Linked DNA regions of Sus scrofa: regions 1 and 3 are each linked to region 2. Evidence: chromatin contacts called from public HiChIP or PLAC-seq data. All regions are on one chromosome and are shown on one strand. Each heading gives the region's core, a stretch centred on a gene start, on an enhancer-like site or on the middle of the called end of the contact. The rest is flanking DNA. Distances are from core to core; before and after follow the strand shown.

Region 1 (4,672 bases), core at 444-2,943, 140 kb before region 2:
ACGGTCAGCAGCTCCTTGACGCCGTCATCCATGGCCTTGGTGAACTTGCCAACAGCCTCGCACTTCTGTTCTCTGCGGGGCAAAAACACAAGGGGTGTGTCCTTGACTCTCAAACGTCCACACGGCTTAAGGGTAGGGGAGAGAAGTGCACGTGGTCGGTCGGGGGAGCTCAAGGCCAACGCAAGCACAGGGGCCTGTTTCCTGCATTCTCACAACCGCCCCTGAACTAAATTAGTCTTAAAATCAGGCTTGATTCAGGTTTTAAAGATTTACGACAAAGTGTGCCATTTCTATTTTAACGCTGCTTCCTTTCCCCCGATTCCTTGTATATTTTAACTAAAATTATTCTAACGTAAATAAAATCTTCATTTCTGGACTATCTTCCTTGGTGAAATCCAATCTCTGGGGGCACTGGAATCTACAAAAATGCGGTGTGGGTGCTAACAGGAGTCGTTCAATCATTCCAACAAGTACCTGAATGAATCAAAAGAAGAGCCTAGATGCACAGCATCCAAGTGACACGGAGCACAACCAGCTCCTCGAGGACGCAACAAGCTTTTACTGACTTGGAAAGAACGTCACAACATAATTTTAAATGAAGAGAGCAGATTATAAAAGCAAACATGGCAGCACAGACGGACCCAGAGACGAGCACAGTAAGTGAAGTCAGAGAGCGAAAGACAAACATCATGTGGCATCGCTTACATGTGGAGTCCAAAAAAAGGACACAATGAACCTTCTTTGTAGAACAGAATCAGACTCACAGACCTTGAAGACACACTTACGGTGACCACAGGGGACGGGTGAAGGGGGAGGGACTGGGGGTTGGGACTGGCATGTGCACACCGAGGCCTGTGCAATGACTCGCCGACGGGGCCTGCTGTCCAGCACAGGGAACTCCGCCCGGTATTATCTATGTGGGTAAAGAATCTGAAAGAGGATGGCTGTGTGGACATGTGCAACTGAATCGCTTTGTCGTACAGCAGAAATGATCACAACCTTGTAAACCAGCTCGACTTCCATACAACTTTATAAAAAAAAAAGCAAATGCATAATGTGAGGTCACTTGCGGTTAAACAAACAATTTTTCCTTTAGATGCCTGTGCACAGAGAAGGGTTTGGAAGACCACTGACCTAGGTCAACATACTAACACTGATTTTCTCTCTGGGTAGTTGGAAGACTTATTTGGTAACAAATAAGCAATGATTTTATGTTAAGAAAAAAGCTACTTAAAATTAAAAAAAAAAAAACCGCAGCCAAGATTTCTTATTAGTCTTCATATAGAAAAAGAACTCCAGTTCTTTGACCAAGCCTGTGTTAAAAAGATTACAAGATTAAAAACACCAAACAAAACAGAAAAAGCAGGTTTGGGACTGTTCCCTTCAAGGCAATGTTCAAAGAGATTTTTGCCTTGTGGACTATTACGTGGGTGTCGGCTGGCTCTGCGCCACCCTGTTTCATCATACTTTACTGGAAATAACTACTAACCACTCGGTCAACGAGGAAATCACTGACTTCAAGGTAAAGAGGAAGCAGACTTTAAAGGGTGTTAGGGTTAGAAAGACAGTGTTTCATGGACGAGGCTGTCCATGCCATCCGGCTACAAACCCCACTCGTTTCACACACTGCTCCGACGATCCCACTTCCAGCTGCGGTCGGCCTGGCCGAGACCCACAAGCCAAGGAGGCGGACACCGCGTGAGAAGGAGGAAAGTCTGGCAGTGTTGCTTACATCTCCACTAAGTCCAGGTCAGGCGCCTCTGGTTCCATGGTGGAAAATACCATCACTCCCACCAGCTCATCTTTTTCAGCCTTCCTCTTCCCAGTTTTCCACTCCTGTAAACAGGAACATTACAACATCACAGGGGAGAGCAGAGCCAAGCGGGTCTTTCAAAATTCCCTGAGAGAACTGGCTCTCCGATCATCTCTAGCCTCCTAATTTTCAGGAAGCAGCTCCACGCCACCTCCCTCTGCACGTGGGCCAAATGCCCATACCTCTCAACGTCACTTTGTATTCCAACAGTGCCACTGCACACAACGGTCCTGGGGGGCCCAGGTCATTTTATTTTTCTAATTGTTTGTCTTTTTAGGGCTGCACCTGTGGCACATGGAAGTTCCCAGGCTAGGGGGTGAATCGAAGCTGTAACCGATGGCCTACACCACAGCCACAGCAACACAGGATCCAAGCCTCCATCCTACTTTTTTCTTGCTCATTTCAACGGAAATCTGACATATCACTTCACCTGTAAATGCTTCGTTACATCTTTAAGAGATAAGGCCACGTCTTAAACACGTAACTACAACACCAATATCAAACCTAGCAAAATCGACAGACTCTGGTGAGGCAGAGACCATGTTTCACTTCTCCCAGCGATTCCATCCCACGGGAAGAGCACCGCTGGCTGAAAGGACTGTCCTTCCCTCACTATACGCAGTACCACCTTTGTCAGAAATCAAGTGCCCATTCCATTCTGTTCTACTGGTCTGCTTTTCAAGGAATTTTAGCTTTACAATAAGCTTTTTTTTTTTTTTTCTTTCTCTTTAGGGCCGCACTCACGGTACACGGAGGTTCCTAGGCTAGGGGGTCTCATTGGAACCACAGCTGCCCGCCTACACCACAGTCACAGCAACACCAGATTTGAGCTGCGTCTGTGACTTATACCACAGCTCATGGCAATGCTGGATCCTTAACCCACTGATGGAGGCCAGGGATCGAACCTGCAACCGCATGGCTCCTAGTCGGATTCGTTTCTGCTGTGCCACGACGGGAACTTCCTGTAATAAGTCTTAATATCCAATAAAGTTCTCTTCCCACTTAATCCTTTTTAAAAAGAATTTTCTACTGATGATGTTTTTTCAGTTCTTTAATCCATGAAAAATAACTGCAATACTTATTTAGGTCTTTTATTTCTCTTGAAAATGTTTCATAGTTTTGTTGTTTTTGGCCAAATCCATGGCATATGGAAGTTTGTGGGCCAGGGATCGAATCTGAGCCACAGCTGTGACCTATGCCACAGCTGTGGCAACGCTGGACTCTTAGCCCACTGCACTGGGTGGGGAATTGAACCTGCACTGCCGCAGAGACAACCCTGGATCCTTAACCTGCTGCATCACAATGGGAACTCCCTCACAGGGTAGATCTTTCACACTTTATAGGGAAGATTCTTTGGGATTTTCTATATCCATCGCTATGAGCTATTATTGCCCAAAGAAGGAGTATTTTTAAAAGCAGCTTTCTAGTTTTACACTGCCAGTTAGCAGGCAAGGAAACTGTGGCCGAAAGAAATTAAATACTTTGATCAGGTCACAGACATAGTTGGCAACAGAGCCAAGACCAAAACCAAGTGCCCTGGCCCCAAGTTCTTTCTTTTTTCATTTATATTAAAAACACCAAAAAGGCTTATTAGATTTATTATTTTTGACAGTAATATCCTGCATCAAACAAAACCTTCAGAAGTGCTTCCTAAATCGCACCCTTGACAAATCCGTCAAGTAAGCCCTCGTTACAGCCCTGTGGCTAAGCAGGAAGGCACAAACTCAGAGAAGGTTCCATGTCGTTTTTGTAAATATGAAGCCTTTTCACATGTACTACTCACCACGAAATGCAAAAAGACCAGAAATATGTGAGTGGAATGAGCTCTAACCCTGAGATCACACTAGGTGCTACCAAACAAATCACACACATGGGAGACTAAAGTGACGCTCGGCTCCTTCCAAGACAGATACGAACAGCAGGAAGACCAGCAGCCAGCTTCTTCCTGATTTTCAAAAAAGAAGAGATGATGCTGGCAGGATGACTGCCCACGGGGCAGGCAGAGACAGACCAGTGTTTACTCTGGGCTCACAACAATAGTTCTGGAAAAACAATGTGGCTTTGAGAAAGCTGGTGCAATTCTGAATCTCCTTTTCCTTTCGAACGCTGTTTACTCTGCAAGGTCAAAATGTGATGCTAAGAGATCATTCGCCCACTTCCCTACCTTCACACTGAGAATGTCTGGCATGGTCTGGGGTCTGCGTTATTTTTCACAGCATCCAGGAAAAAGCCCCTTATCCTATCATATCCTTCACACTGGGCCAAGCCACTCCCGGTTTATGGGAAACCATCCTGGCAGTTCCTCTCACACAGGCCGTGACTGACTTCCTATTACTTAGAAATAATCAACTAGCCAACATGATTTCACCCCTTTCAGACTCAAAACTGGGGGTGAACGTGACAATTCTTAATATTCTCCGAGATCACCATAATAAGTCGTCCTACCTTTTCATCTCGGAAATTTAGAAACTGCTGGAAAACCTCACTTTCTGAGATTACTGGATGGCGACACATCCTGGACATCCATGCCTGAAGTCTCTCCATGCGCATTTTGATAAATTCTTCTTCAAAGCGACCTGCAAGAGAAACGCAGACACTGACGTGCAACCTTGTCTCAGATGAGTCACCGTCACACAAACGAAACGCTGTTACAGAGCCACTGGTTACTCGGTAGCAAGTTATTTACTAGAAGGTAAACCAAGGTCATTTTTTTCACTAACCTAAAAACAAGCAACAGTGAATGTTATCTGACAGAGGACATGCTTCCAGAATAAAGAATCTTGTCTCAAAATTCAGTAATAAGAAAACAACCTAATCAAAAAATGGGTAAAAGATTTGAACACTTTACAGAAAAAAAAC
Region 2 (4,343 bases), core at 1,087-3,586:
TTATTCAACTTTCAGGTTTATATAACTTCCTTCTAAAAAATGGCTATGTTTAACACCCACTTGCAGAATTCCTGAAGGCTTGACAATTGATTCTCTCGGGCCAGCTTGGGGCCAGCCCCCCGTCCCCCCATCACTGCCGAGCGTGTCTCTCAGGCCCCACCCTCCGTGGCTTCAGCTGTACTTCATCCACGCTGCCAGCCATCTGCAGGAGCTGGGTGCCCACTGGCCAGGGCCAGGTGACTTCTGCCCTCCTGGTGGCTAAACTCAGTGCCTAAACTCAGATTTTATTCTGCCTGGCCCTCCAGGGGCCGGGGTCCCCCCTCCACCTTGAAACTCTCCAACACCAGTCTTCCTTGCCATTCTTTTTCTTTCTTTCTTTTTTTTTTTTTTTGCTTTTTAGGGCCACACTCACAGTATATGCAGGTTCCCAGGCATGGCAATGCCAGATCCTTAGCCACTGAGCAAGGCCAGGGATTGAACCTGCATCCCCATGGATGCTAGTCAAATTCATTAACCGCTGCGTCACAACGGGAACTCCTCTTCCTTGCCATTATTTTTAAACCTCTACAGAGGGCTCCTGTTCCTCCACCAGCCCTTTAATGTTGATGGGTCTCAGCCTCTGACAATGACTCCATCTGGTCCCCGTTCTCCTTATTCTGAATGTGATGTGGTTACTTCCCACATGGTGCCTTAGGCCAGGACTCATTTGAACCCCAGTCTCAACTGTCTGCAGCACATCTGACCATCTCATAAGCATCTCATACTCAACACGTACCATCATGCCACCTCCTTCCTTATGTCTTTGCATTTCTTACCCAGGCATTCGTGCCATCATTCATCTCATAAATATTTATTAGGCACCGACGATATGCAAGTCACCGTGCCACGTGCTGAATAAGCCACTGTCCTCGTGGAACTTGTTCACGGGAAATGATGTCATCTTCCACCCAGTGACCTAGGCCAGAACCCCGGAGTCATCTCTGACTCCAGCCTATCCCACGTGACTTACGATCATTTGGTCAGTAAATCTGACCCCTTCTACTTCCTAAAAAAGTCTGGAACCCTCCCTTCCTCCTTGTGCACCCCCACCACAGCTGTCTTCACAGATCCTAGAATTTCTCTCCTGGATTATGCAGAAAGCCCCCCACGGGTCTTGCCATCCAGAGACTTGCTGCATTCGAATCCATTCTCCGTAAGACTGACACGACAAGTCTGAAATTACATTTATGATATTGCTATTTTCCATATAAAATTCTCCCAAACACCCTCTTAGCTTTCAGAACAAAACCTACGCTCCTTGCAATGGTGCAAAGTCCTTCTGGGTGACCCAGGCCCTGTCCACCCCTTAGTCTGCTTGTCCCCATTCCTCTCAGGATCTGTGCTCCAGCTACAGGGACCTTTCTCAGGCCATCCCCTTGGCCTGGAATCCCTCCACCCACCCGCCCACCTCATCCCCATTCCTGCTCCTCCTACTCATCCTTCAAAACTTGTTCCGAGGCAGGTGTGCCACTGTGGTGGTGCCATAGGGCTGCTCCTGTCACCTCCTCCTGGAGGTGTTCACTGGCCCTCCCAGGCTGTATGTGGGGACTCTTTGCTCTGTCAAGGCTGCGTATGCAGTCATCATCTGTTAGTCTCTGTGCTCCTTTGAAAAGAGGCTCGTACAGGAGGGACCGTGTCTCTGAATCCCTGACCACGAGGAGGGTGCCAGGCTGCAGGAAGGGGTCCACAAACTCCTGTTGAATGCCTGAGTCAGTGGGGACTCGGTGAAGTGGCCAAGGGCGCAGGGCCTGCCCCTCCCGTGCAGCGCGGTTGAAGCATGTGGCGCCACCTTGTAGCTACTTCTGGAGTGTGAGGCTCCAGAGAGAAAAGGGATTGCCAAGCACCGGCGGGCACATACGTAACAAGGCATAGGTAACAAGTGGCAACTGTTACAATGACTATTTTTAGATTAAGTCGCTTCTATGTTTTACAGTTCATGTTTCTGGACTTCTTCCATCAATTTATTATCATCTTAATCTTCCTGATTTTTACTAAAGAAGTGGCACAATCATGAAGTTATAGGTATTTTTAACTGCTGGCTCTTGGGGATGGGGTTGGATCCTGTTGGGTGGGGCTTGGGTGTAAAAGATCCACTGCTGTTCCAAGGCTGAGTGTGGTGATGTGTGAGGTTATGCAGCACGCGCGCGTGTACACACACACACACACACACACACACGCTAAGTTTCCAGGGAAAGGCTGTCAAACCACCTGAATTAATGGCTCTTCCCAAGCTTTAGGTTGGAGACTGGCCTCATTTGCATATTGGCCCCACTTCCTTCACCGCTAAGATGCTCATCTTCGTTGCCAGCGCCCTCTGCTGGCCGCAGCCAGACCGCCCCGATGTATTTGACTATGTTGCCCCCTATGGATCAGGCTCAAGTTTCAATAAATATTTCCTCACTGGCTGGGGTATCTCCTACCTGTGCGCTGTTAGAACCTGCAGGGGTACCAAAGCAGCTCCTATCCTGAAGATATGATGGCCACGTTCAAGGAGCTAGAAACTTTGATAAGCTTGGCAAACTATACATCTGGACCCCAAACCAAAAGAACTCTATGCATGCAATGACATAGGGGTTATGGTACCTGCACAGAGATTGCATGGATCACACAAGGGACTGTGTTTATGTACAACTTTGCCATTTACAGAGAACTGCATCATATATTTCCTCATTTAACGGTGTCAACCACACTAGTGAGGATGGTATTGATAAAATATAACAGACCGACACGCTGGCCTCAGATGTGAATACCGACAATTGTCTTGTCAGTCAGCTGATGTTATTATGTCTTGTCGCAAAGATCACACATGAAACAAAGTCTAGTTTCAGAGGGAAAAAAAATCCCATGAGTCTGACTCACCAGCATCATTGTTTTGTAGCACCTGAGCTTTCTCCCCCCGCCTCACCAGGAACATCTGAGAAGATCAGTGTGAGACAGACAGATGCCATGACGAGAGGCTTCTTGTGGGGAATTTTCCATTTCTGTCTTGCAGCCAAGATCCTAGAAATTATGAAAGGGCATTTTCAGGATGAAAAGCATTTAGCTTTGTTTCTGCATAGGAGTGGAAAATCAAAATCATTCTGAAGGGGTGCGGTTTTTTGAAAGATGCAAGACAAATGTTTTCAAGCAAGTGCTTTTAAATGCCTCACATTCAAGCTTAAATCACAGTGGCTTTTGTCACACTATCATCTACTGGAGTGAGTTAAATCAAATAGTGTGAAAGGGTCTTTTTCTTCCTTTAATCTTTGACAAAAAAGGGCAAACTCCAAAATTATGCCAGTCTATCAGTAGTCTCCATTGCCGCACCCCTTCAAAGAGAAATTGCCACAAACTCTTGAGCTGGTGTTTTTCTATCCCAGATGCACTCTCTTCCCCATCAGAAATGACTAACACTCAGGAATATGGTTCCAAGAGAGGCCACTAGGAAAGAGAGACAACAGAGGGAGAGAATTTCTCCCTGGAGATTGTGAAATACTTTTTCAGGAGGGAGACCATGCTTCTGAAGATCCCCCAGCTTCTTCTTGCATCCTGAGGGCCAGGGCTGGGTCACACATCTATTTCATGTCTATTGCTAAATGACCCAGTGGGGAAATGGGGTACCTACGGTAAGTGGCGTGGATGATTCTCTGGGGGTAGAATGGATATTGGAGAGTCGAGCACCCTTTGGGATACTGTGTCTGGCAACGCTGGTAGCCAGACCAGATGTTCTTTGTTCTTAGGCAGATCAGAGGGCTTTCTGCTTCCCACTTGAAGGTCTTCGGAGATTCAGTGAAAGCATAAAAAGAGCTGTGATTACATTTATGCTCCAAATCGGAAGAGCAGGACATCCCTGTTATGTGCTGTGGACAATTTACGGTCTCATGGGCAACATCTTCAATGCCAGGAGCCCTCTTGACAACAAGCAGGAGCAGGATGCTTGTCAGGTCTCTCCCCACGACAGGGCACGTGGGAAGCCCCTGGGAGTGATAATGACATTGCCTGAATAACTTCAACCCAGATTGCAGTTTACTTTTAGCCAAAACCAAAGTCCTCTGATGTGGGATCAGGAGAACATTATAAGTAAAATGAATCCTGTGACCTTACTATCCCAAGGGCAGCCACCGAACGCAGGGCAATCTGAGCTTGTTTTCTTCAGGATCCATCTGCCTTGTGAGACCGGCGGGGTCCCTGTGGTTCTGAAGATCAGGCACAGGGCAGCATTTCCGTTCCCTGAGGTTGTTACTCTTTCGGGAAATGCCTTCACCTCCTGAAATAGTTTCCCGGAAGTTGTAACTGGAGAACAGTCAGGCCAGTGGAGAACAGTT
Region 3 (4,643 bases), core at 2,129-4,628, 250 kb before region 2:
TCAGAGACCACATGGCTTTGAAGGACTCCACGAAGCGGTCGGCGATGGGCTTTGAATTCAGCCCGAGGCTCTCGAGCTGCAGGTGGAGGACCTGGGGGAGGAAGGGACAGCTGTCACTGCCTTCTCGCCCAAAGGCTGTCCCCCAGCTGCCCAGGGGATACCACCAGGTGCCACTCCCGTGCCTCCCTTAATCAGCAGATTGCTATGCACGATGCTGCGCCCAGAGGACACGGCATCCTCGCAGCAGAGCACGGGGCTTCCCGCCACAACTCGCCCACCCTTCTCTGACTCCCTTACCCTCCCCACACACACACACTGCCAGCAAGCAGGACGGCAAGGGGTAGATGGAGGTGGCGCTGACCCCACCCTGCCTCCCAGCAGTGAGCCAGGAGAGGCCACCCAGGCAGCGGGCCACAGACAGACTCAGGCCTCCCTCCAGGCTTCAAGCCCAGCCTCGTCTCAGCTGGCCTCACGCTGCCTTCGTCCGACAGAACCGTCCTGATAATCACTACACACAACTACCATTTCTCAAAGTGGCCTCTTTGGGCCACCGTGTCTGGGACACATCCCAAAGAGTGTGTGAAAGCGTGCCTGTGACAGGTCAAAGGCAGATCTGGCACAGACAAGCCAGCCACCCAGGGAGACCTCGCCCTGGAGGCTGGGCACATCCTTGTCCCCTCCCCACGGAGAGAAAGTTAGCCTGCGATGCCTCCCTCATCTTGCTGACACCGGTGCCCCGCTGGTCCCCCTGGAGGCTCAGGACAGGACACAGGTGGCCCAAGAGACAGACCTCGAGGGCAATGAAGCTCTGCACGGCGTTGGTTCGGTCCAAGCAGTCCAGACAGTTCATCCGCAAAGTGCCTTTCTGAAAACTTAGGGAAACGAGACGCAAATGGTTACAAGTTCTGTTGGAAGAAACGATGGCCCTGGTACAATGGCCTGCTTGACTCTGTCCCCATGGAGAGCTCCTCACCTCCTCCCTGGTAGCCCACCTGCACCCCGAGCCCGAGGCCACCAGAATCATTCAGACAGCCGATCCTTCCTCTGTCGTTTCCATGGAAGCCCAGCCGAGGTAACCAACCCCAAAGGTACCCATCGCCGTGGGTCCTGGCACTGCTGGGGTGGCGGGCTGACCCCAGAGCAGCTCTCAGCAGCCGGCATGCCCCAGTTGTTATGATTACAGTCAACCCCATTATTCACCATGGTCATATTCTAGCAAATCGCCATGAACTATTAGCAAACTGGACTGTTAGCAGAGTGGCAAATACTGAGTCACTGCTCCTGGGGGAAATACCAGGTTAGGTTCCTGTGAGCCTCCAGTCATGTATTTTTATCCACTAATCAATATATAACCTTATTTTGTGTGTGTGTCTGTTTACAAACACCTAATTTATTTATTTACTTATCTATTTTTGGCCACACCTGCAGCAGCCCTCGGAATTTCCTGGGCCAGGGATGGAACCAGCCCTACAGCAGTGACAACGCCAGATCTTTAATCTGCGGAGCCACCAGGGGACTCCTAGAGACAATGAATTTAATATACACTGTTGATTCGTTCACGATGACGTCTCGGCCGTCAGCACGGTAACGCTCGTCTGAACGAAGCCTCTTGAACCCACGTACTTTCTCGGTGAGACAAGTCCCAGCTTCTTGCGCTCAGGACCCTGGAGAGCACTTAGCACCAGACCTGGGTGCATTTGAACAGTAAAGTCATGAACAAAATGCACAAAAAAGTGAAAAAGTGGCCCTAACTAGAGGGTGTGGGGACACCCGTCTCCAGAGGGAGGGAAACAAGGCCAAGTGCGCTGGCCCCACCTCAGCCGGAAACGTGCACAGCGGGCGCCTCGCATCGTCACCCTTCTGAGCCCTGCGGATGACCCAGAGCGCTCCAGGAACTTGGTTTGAGGCTCGCAGATAAACTCGAGCAAGCGGGCAAATTTGTAAATCCGGAATCTGCAAGTAACGAGGATTCACTGCACTGATTCGGGAAATGGGATTTCCTTCCTCTCTCCCCTCGGAACAGAGAAATCCACATCTGTTTCCTTGGTCACCTGGGTTTGTGCCAGCTGTGTCCCCTCTCCCTCTTCCCGGTTTTCTCACAGTGTGCATGATAAGTTATGCGGTCCCAAGGCCGCACCGTTTCACCGAGGCCCCTGCATTACTATGTGTATTTTGCCTGAAAACCATGACTTATCATCAACTCCCAACATTGACAAGCACGCCGCACGGCAGGAAGGGAGAGGAGAAGCTGGAGCCCGACGGGCTGACATCGCGGAGCCCGGAGCCCCGGAGCCGCGAGGGCGGGCACGCGCTCCCCCAGCGGGAGGACCAGACGCAGCGAGACTCACCGTGGACTTACATTCTCGCCCGTGGTGAACACATCAAAGTCATCCCAGTGCAGCTTCAACTGGGGCCTCAGCAGGTTCTCCAATTTCTCTAGCTTCCCGCCTTTAGCAAACTGATGCAAGTCAAAGTTTATCATAGGTGTGTCGCCGGCGTGGCAGGAAGCCCAGAGCAGCTTCTGGAAGGGGAAGGGAGAGGGTGGCAGGACACCTGAGTGCGGACCGTGCCGTGTGACAGAGCACGGGGGAGAGCTGGAAGGCCTTCGGTGGACCCACTGACCAGCCCTGACCCGGAAAGGGCAGCGCAGAACAAAGACCCTGGGGACAAAACCACAAACAGTGTCCTGCCTGCAGGAGGGAAGAGGGTCCACGCTGGACAGGACGGTCAGAGCAGGCGTGGCTCCCCGGGGGCGCCCAGGGCCCCGCACCGACATCACCTCCCTCGGGGCTCTACCGAGGGTGCTGACGGGGAAGGACTGCTCTGTTCTGCAGGCACCTGAGGGCCATGGGCGCTCCAGGTACAGGGCAGTGCCCCAGGCTGCGGAGCTCATAATCCAGCTCCCGTTGCCCTAGTGACCAGCCAAGCCTCCGGGAGGGTGTGCTCAGGAGCAGCCAAGGCCCCCAGCCAGCACACCTCCAGGCCACCCCATGAGGGGAGGTGCCGCCCAATGGAGCTCCAGGGTCGGGGAGATGGGGCTCAGGGCCAGCAGCCCTGCCCCCCGCCTGGGCCCAGGTCCAGCCTGGGAGCTGGAGCAAAGGCCGAGCCAGAGATGGAGAAACATGGCAGGTGGATTCCAGGCAGGCGAGGCGTCCTGGCAGAGGTCTCCCTTCCACCCAGAGCACCTCAGCCAGCAAGCCCTCAGCACTCTGACCAGGCGGCCCCCATGGCAAAGGACGAACCCCGCTTTCCCAGGGCACCTGCCCTCGGCCGCCCACCAGATCCTCCTGCGTGGCTTCAGGTCAGGCTTGTCCAGCATTGCCAGCCAGGGTCACTGACTAGAAGGGCTCTGGGCCATCTGGTTCCTGTGACTCCCCAGGCACCAGACTGCAGATCAACACGCAGCCGCCGTCATCAGGAAGGTCTCGCTGTGTGGAAGAGTCAGCCCAGCTGAAGCATGCGCTTGGTGGCTTCATATTCTGGAGCAAATACCTGGTCTCTGTGGTCAGAGGCTGGCTGCTGGTGCATGGACCTCGGTGGGCACGTCAGTGTGGCAGAGCTGACAGGATGAGGGAGCTCCCTTCGGGGGACACCCCAGTCAGGACCACGACCCAGGTCTTTCCAGGTAGCATCTGCTTCTTACCTCCTACCTGCCCAGGAGCCTGCCCTCCCCCACTGGGCCACAGGCCTGCTGCCATCACCACCTTTCCTGCCCAGAGGTCCACCAGCTGATGGGGAGATGCTGAGGACACCTCCCCAAAATCAAGGCACAAAGGGGAAAAAAATCCTTGAGGGTTTTTTTTTTTTCCCTTTCTTTTTCTTCCTTAAAATAAGCTGCCAACACTGCTGCCAAGATGGGTGGGAGGGGAGAGACTTTTCAAGCTTGTTGCCAATAGCAACAAACCAAACAGGAAAAGCAGGTCTGGCCAAATGAAACTGGCCACCAGAACGTCTCTGAAAGCACGTGGCTTTCCTCCGCAGAGGGAAATGAGCACCAGCTGGACTCAGCTTCCCCGGGCCAGGAGCCAGGACTCCCCAGGAGTGAAGTCTGACTTCACATTCTCTCCACGAGGGGCCCCCTTGAGCTCTCAACAACCACAGGGCTTTTTTTCCCATCCAGCGGTGGCTTTGAGCAGCTGGAAAAGAGCTGTGGAGCCCACGGCCACAGCTCATTCTGCAGCTTTGTCCACAGTGGGCTGAAAACACACGGAAGCAGTGGGGACTCGGAGATGCGGGCAAGGTGGGCCTTGCTCTTACTGCTTCCTCCCCCGACGTGTGTCGGGAAGCCTCGGGGGGCCCACAGAGCACTGGGCACAGGAAGCAGCTTTCCAGGGCAGCCCAAACAAGAATGGAATATTTGAAGACGCCAAGTCAGCAGGAGGAAATCATGGAAGATGGCTCACTTTAAACCCAGCAGGGACTCTGAAGAGCCACTCAGGCACCAGTGCCCTGTGGGTGTCGGTACGAACCTGCCAGGAGCCGCTGGTCAGCAGCTGAGCCAGACCAGCAAGGAAGGAGGCAACTCCAAGTCCCTGAGCAGGTCAAGGGTGAAGCCCAAACATACGTGTGCACATGCACGCACACACGCGTGCATCTAAGAGAGCCAGGGACAGGCCCCGCCGTCCAGAGTCCTCAATGCCCCA

Evidence for each region. HiChIP or PLAC-seq counts read pairs in DNA pulled down with a chosen protein or histone mark.
Region 1: a contact with region 2 is called in an H3K27ac HiChIP or PLAC-seq map of alveolar macrophages. The contact joins two enhancer-like sites. A contact is called at or near these places in 2 of 47 Hi-C or Micro-C datasets (embryonic fibroblasts and liver) and 1 of 2 datasets of contacts at active chromatin or transcription factors (alveolar macrophages).
Region 3: an H3K27ac HiChIP or PLAC-seq map of skeletal muscle shows a contact between it and region 2, with 3 times the contacts expected there. The contact joins two enhancer-like sites. A contact is called at or near these places in 10 of 47 Hi-C or Micro-C datasets (embryonic fibroblasts, fetal heart ventricle, fetal liver and 5 more) and 1 of 2 datasets of contacts at active chromatin or transcription factors (skeletal muscle).

What each region holds. Positions count from the first base shown.
Region 1 is chr1:9,148,873-9,153,544 of Sscrofa11.1, forward strand. It overlaps SNX9 (sorting nexin-9), which reads right to left. Exons shown (of 18, transcript XM_003353171.4): 10 at 4,259-4,389; 11 at 1,733-1,836; 12 at 1-72. Among named protein-coding and RNA genes, the nearest start is that of SYNJ2, 42 kb to the left of the region's middle. Within about 2 kb of position 1,694, at least 24 of the 83 cell types and tissues checked have an H3K27ac peak or open chromatin away from gene starts, as enhancers often do. A contact at or near this core is called in alveolar macrophages, where this site is marked.
Region 2 is chr1:9,292,160-9,296,502 of Sscrofa11.1, forward strand. LOC106506439 (a long non-coding RNA gene) reads right to left here. Exons shown (of 5, transcript XR_002342376.1): 4 at 2,899-3,039. Among named protein-coding and RNA genes, the nearest start is that of SNX9, 55 kb to the left of the region's middle. Within about 2 kb of position 2,337, at least 8 of the 83 cell types and tissues checked have an H3K27ac peak or open chromatin away from gene starts, as enhancers often do. A contact at or near this core is called in alveolar macrophages, retroperitoneal adipose tissue and skeletal muscle, where this site is marked.
Region 3 is chr1:9,045,458-9,050,100 of Sscrofa11.1, forward strand. It overlaps SYNJ2 (synaptojanin-2), which reads right to left. Exons shown (of 28, transcript XM_021086423.1): 8 at 2,349-2,521; 9 at 791-872; 10 at 1-91. Among named protein-coding and RNA genes, the nearest start is that of SYNJ2, 61 kb to the right of the region's middle. Within about 2 kb of position 3,379, at least 43 of the 83 cell types and tissues checked have an H3K27ac peak or open chromatin away from gene starts, as enhancers often do. A contact at or near this core is called in retroperitoneal adipose tissue and skeletal muscle, where this site is marked.